2 separate regions of the Macaca mulatta genome follow, and region 1 is linked to region 2. Evidence: chromatin contacts called from public Hi-C data. All regions are on one chromosome and are shown on one strand. Each heading gives the region's core, a stretch centred on a gene start, on an enhancer-like site or on the middle of the called end of the contact. The rest is flanking DNA. Distances are from core to core; before and after follow the strand shown.

Region 1 (2,827 bases), core at 253-2,752, 440 kb before region 2:
AAAACGGGAACTACAAGTGGTGGGAGGCTGAGATGGGGCTGCAGTCACTGGCCCGGCGGATGAGCCCGCGACCGGAGGGCCGCCGGGTGCTCCTGAGGCGGGGGCCGAAGTGGCGGCCGCCGCCAGGGTACTGGCGAGCGCCCCAGACACGCTCCGGGCCGAAACGACTCCTCCTCCGTTGGCGGGAGCAGCAGCCGCCGCTGCCAGCTGCCCATCCAGAAGGAGGTTTGGGGAGACGGTCCCGGGAGTCTCCGCATCCCCAACATTGTTAAGCGTCTCTTCGGAAGAGCTGCGCTCGCAGACCTCCTCAGGGCCATAATCCGTGGCCCGAGAGACGTCGAAAATCTCGGAGGAGACGTCCTCTGTACGTGACTCGTCCGGGTCGTCCAAGCTCTCAGTGTCCTCGGTGATGCTAGTGGCCACCTGGGCCGTGGTGACACTGGTGATCTGGAAGCAGCTCTTCTTTTTGGCCGGCATCTTGGACATGGTGAAGAAGGCTGGAGGGCAGAGAGGCACGCCGGCTCCTCCGGGTCCTGCCGGAAACCAGGGAGGGCAGAGCACGGGCCCCCAAAGACAAAAGTCCGAGTCTGCGCTGGGGTCCGAGGCCCGCCGCTGTAAGAGTCACGAGCTGATCCAGGCGCTGGTCGCCCGGTGAGACATCCTCCTCCTCGTTTCCTTCTCTGTGTCTGTCTCTTCGGCTCTGCCCCCGTCTCAGTCCCGCGGCGGCTCCTCCTTCCTTTTCAGCTCCCGCAGCCGCGGCGCCTCAATTCAATTCCCTCAGAGGCGGCGAGAGCGCGAACCCAGGGGCGGGCCGGCTGCTTCCTCTCCCGTCTCCGGGCAGCCGTGGTCAGTCCAGCTCGGCGCTCGGCGCGGTCAGCAGGCCTTGGCTGGGGGTGGGAGTGGGAGGGCGAAGAGGAGGAGGAGGAGGAGGAGGCGGTGGCGGTGGCGGCGGCGGCGGCGTGAGGGGCGGTGCTGCCCCGCTCGGGCTCCTCAGGCCGGTGCCGGCGTCAGCGCTGGGCTCTCCGACTGAGGGAAGGAGTGGCGAGTCCGGAGTCGGAGATGCCTGATTCAGCCGGGAGCCGCGGGCCGGAGCTGGCTGAAGGTCCGCCGGCGGGCGGTGGGGCTGCGGCGCGGGCAGGCGGCCCTCCCTCCCCGGCTCTAGCCGGAGCTCAACCCCAGGGACATGTCGACTCTCTCTGGCGGAAACCCGCTCTGGGGGAGGGGAAAGCCGGCTCGGTCCTCCCCTTACAGGGGGAACCACCCCTGCGGGCGGGCGGCGACGGCGGTCTCGGCCTCCCCTCGCGGCTTCTCTCACAGAGGGGCGGCGGCGGCGGCAGACCGCTGGCACGGGAGCGGAGGCACCCCGGCTGTGTGAGGTAGCGGTGGTGGCTTCTTCGGCTCCTTCTCGGTGCGCCCAATTCCTAAACCCCGGAGAAACTGAAATTCACACTGCTGAAGCGGCGGCTGCAGCTCCCTCCGCTGGGCCAAGATGGGGCTGAAATGGCCGCGCCAGGGATGCTGGGAGAAGCAGCAGCCCCGCTGCCGCCGCCGCTGCCGACTAAAATGCCGCCGCTGCCGCAGCTACCGCCAGCGCCGCAGCCGCCGCCGTTCCGTGACGCACCGGCGTCGTGACGTCACCGCTCCGCCCCCTCCGGTTTCCTGCAGTATCGCGTGGAACTTGGGGGGGGGGCAATGGGCGGAGCTAAAGGTTAAAAAAGGGAGCGGTTTCTTTATTTAAAATTTTTTAAATTTAAATTTTGTGTTGAAGGTTCTTTAAGAATTGACGAGCTAAAGACAATTTTTAAATTCCAAGCCTAGGGAAGCTTACAATGGAACTAATCAGATGTTTTTACGTCGGTTTGTTCCGAGACATTGGAAGACTGGAGGTCATGTGCTTGTGTCTAATGTTTAGCAAAATCTTAGTGAAACGAGGGCGATAGGAATGGGGGCTGGGGAAAACTTAGATGGGATAAAGAGAGATGCGGCTGGAAGAACTAAATCACTTTAAAACTTCTGAAAATAAATGTTGACCATTGTCGTCAGAGGAGTAAAATGTTCAGAGAAATGGGGATGATTAAACAAGAACAGCAAGCCAGATTGAGTCAGAAAATTATCTTCCTGCCAGAAATTCTGTCTCCAACAACGGCATCAGGGGATGGTTACTTGCCCAGGGTGAAGTCAGTTTTTAAAAAGCTTAAGGGTTACCAACGTATTCCTAAATTTCCTGAATTTGCTGTGATTCCAGGATTCATTTAAACTCCTGACACTGTTTTTACTTTCGGCACGGAATCAGCTTATAGGCTTTATAAATGTAGAACCTACTGCATTATAGTTCTTTTTGTTTATTCTAAAACTGTTAGTAGCAGCCAGGGTGTTATATGATTTGGATTGGGCCACAAACAACCATAACGAGTGATAAAGCACCTTTTCCTGTTGCAGTACAAAGCATAACTATGAAAAGAAAGTACTGGCAAATTTATCATCTTGTAGCTAGTTCCTGGCCAAAGAAAATGGTAAGGCCATTCTTTTAAGCAGTTAAAAAAAAATGGGGATGGGCTCCTAAACTTTGACATACTAAAGCAGTCATCATTTAGGTAAAATCTAAGTCTTAATGGAAATCGAGATTTCATATCTACTGCAGCGTTAGCAATCACATTATGATAACTTAAATCAGTAAATCGTTGAACTCGGTTCTCTAATCTTTGAAGAATAGAAATACTTTTTAATCCCAAAAGGTGTTTTGAGAATTAAATTTGCAGAGAATTTTTTAGGTCTTTAGTTGTAATTTATACAACTAGGTCTTTTAATCTTAGTGGAAACCATGCCC
Region 2 (2,842 bases), core at 15-2,514:
GACTTGGGGGTTCTTTTACTGTACTTTTTTCTCTCTAGTAGCCGAACATTTTAAAGGAATCAGCAGAAAAAACATCAAACTTCAGAACCAATTAGACTTTTAAAAGCAACGTTCTTGCCCTTTCCAGAGATACATGCCTTAATCCTCCTACAAATCATGACCTTACCCGGTAACTTTAAGGGTGAACATCAACTTATCTACATTTTGGCGCTTGCTTTCCCTAAGTGGCAGATGGTTTCTATTAACCTAAAATTGAAGTCCTTGTTGGGGGACCCCTAATTCCATGTCTAGTCCTAGTGCCCAGAGGCTACCAAAGACGATACGAATAGCTTCTCAGGCACTCCACCCACCATTTACCTTGTTAATGCAAATCTCGCCCAGACCTGGGTCCCGAAATTATTTTACCCTGCAGAACAGAAATGTTATGGTGTTCATTCAGTGAACTCGTCCCTAGTTTTTAATCTTTGTATTTTCTGCGTATACTTCGAGCCACCAGTAACTTTCCCAGTTACCAAGAAACAGTGTAACACAGGTTGCTATTTGTTTTGTTCGGAATTTACGAGCCATTTAAGCACACACGTGATTAGCAACACTAAGGGGGCTCTTCCAGGCAAAGAATCCACAGAATGAGAGGCCCTTGGTACCCAAATGAAGCAACAATGAAAGATCGGCGAAGCTCAGCAAGGTGCCTGAGCGCCACGGACGCCTGCTCTGATTTCAGGTTGCCGGCGCGCGCCCGCGGGTCTGCCTTTATGGGCGAGGCGCAAAAGGGCTCCAGGAAAGAGGGCGCCCTTAGGGGCTCGGAGATTAGCGTGGGCGACCCTGCCACCAGCCGCCCCCACCACAAAGAGGAGGAAACGCTCCGCATCCCGTCACCAGGGCAACTCTGCAACCCGACACCAAGGCTCAAGATTCCGCATCCCGGGCAGCGGACACAGAAGAAAAGCACATCGCGGCCCGGCCGCGGGGCTCCAAGGCGTCCCTGCGGCTGCTGTTCCTAGGGTGCCGAGAGCGACGCGGGGGCCACCCCTCTCCGCCGGCCCGGGATCCGAAGATCGGCATCCGCCGCAACGCCACCGCGCCGGGCCGGCGCCTGCCGCACGTGGCGGCCGTGATTGTCCCGGGGCGGTATCCCTCCGCGCCCCCGCCTCAGTCTCCCCCCGCCCTTCCCGGGACCCTCCGTGCCAGGGCGCCGCGGAAGGATCGCACGCACGCGCGCGCGCACGCCCCGCCGTATCCGCGGAGAACGAAGGGCGCTGCGGTAAGGAGCAGCCGCCGCCACCACCACCGGCACAGCCGCTCCGCAGCCTCCCGCCGCTGGTTAGTCAGCCCCGCGGCTGCGGGCGGCCGGGTGGCCGGGCGCGCTCTGAGGTTCGTCCCTCATCGCTGAACCCGCGTCCTCCCTCCGCGGCTCCTCGGGGAGGGGGGCGGTCGGTGCCTGCGCAGAGCCGCCTCCTCCCCGCCCCCGCCCCGCCTTCCCCCGCGCCGCCGCCGCCGCCGCCGCCCGCTACCGCTACCGCCGCCGCCGCCGCCGCCGCGCCTGCTGCTCCTCGCCGTCCGCGCTGCAGTGCGAAGGGCTCGAAGATGGCCGGTTGGCAGAGCTACGTGGATAACCTGATGTGCGATGGCTGCTGCCAGGAGGCCGCCATTGTCGGCTACTGCGACGCCAAATACGTCTGGGCAGCCACGGCCGGGGGCGTCTTTCAGAGCATTACGGTGAGGACCAGTGGCGGCCGGGACCCTGGTCCCTGCACCGGAGTGGGGTTGGCGGGCCGCGGGGGCGCCGCAGCGCGGGGCCGGAACACCGAGGGCCGAGCCCGCAGGTGTGCTAGGCAGCGGGCGCCGAGGATGCGGCTGCCGGGCAGGCTGGGAGGCCGAGGCCCGGAGACGCCCCCTCACCCGGGGCTGCGCTGACAAGCGGGGGCGGCGGCCAGACTCCTTGCTGGCCCTCGCCGGGCGTCCCCGGCGTTCCCAGCGTGGGTCCAGGTGCCCGGGTTGGGGGAGGGGGCACGCACCAGCCAGGGCAAGGGGAGGGTTTCCTTTTTTCCTGCTAGTGCGGTTCCCCTAGGTTCTCTTGAAGCCCTGAGGTTTGCTATGCACGTCCTGGGGTGGAAGCGGGGGTCGGGGATCCGGGCCGGGGAGCGCGGGCCCCGGGTAGAGGTCCCCAGGCTTCTTGGCCGCCTCTTGCTCGGCGGACAGCTAGCCGCCCGCGCCTCCGGCTGTGGGAGGCGGTGGCCCCGACCCGGCCCCCGGGATTCTCGAAGCGACTTTGCGTAGGTTTGCCGATGTCCAGGCCTCTGGGGCTTGCGAGAGATGTGCGCCGACCGCGTAGGTGGATTCGTGAATCTCGACTTCAGCTGTAGCTCTATAGGTTGTTTTTTTTTTTTTTTTTTTTAATTCTCCAAGATGGCGAACTGCCATTGATTTCTCTCCTTCTCATATGGAGATTCATCGATATACGGTTATCCCCAGTTACGCAACATAGCTGAAAAAAGGGGTGCTTTTCGGGGGCTTTCAATTATCTGCGAAGACCAGGAGCACACTTCACTTCTCCAAGTCCCTCCCTCTTTAGTGGTGGCAGTAAAGGAACTAATGCAGTTTTATGCTTCACATTGCCTGATTTTCTTGAGACTTGATGGTTTTGAGTTGGTTGCAGTATGTTTGGGGAATATTTGCAAGTAAGCCTCCAGCTTATTGTTTTGCCTGTTTCTGCCCAAGGCTGTTTCTAAAATTATGGTAATTGTATTAAATACGAGACCATTCCTTTAATTTCTTAGCACCACGCTCACTTCCCATTAAACACCAAAATTCAGGTCCCCTATTATGGGTGCTAATTATTCTT

What was found. A called contact is a pair of places that touch in the nucleus more often than the background predicts.
Region 1: a Hi-C map of fetal cortex germinal zone shows a contact between it and region 2, with 7 times the contacts expected there. The contact joins the promoter of TSC22D2 here to the promoter of PFN2 in region 2. A contact is called at or near these places in 2 of 14 Hi-C or Micro-C datasets (fetal cortex germinal zone and fetal cortical plate).

What each region holds. Positions count from the first base shown.
Region 1 is chr2:53,434,079-53,436,905 of T2T-MMU8v2.0, reverse strand. It overlaps TSC22D2 (TSC22 domain family member 2), which reads right to left and starts at 1,502. Exons shown (of 4, transcript XR_001443148.3): 1 at 1-1,502.
Region 2 is chr2:52,993,025-52,995,866 of T2T-MMU8v2.0, reverse strand. It overlaps PFN2 (profilin 2), which reads left to right and starts at 1,264. Exons shown (of 4, transcript XM_015131794.3): 1 at 1,264-1,716. The coding sequence starts at 1,585.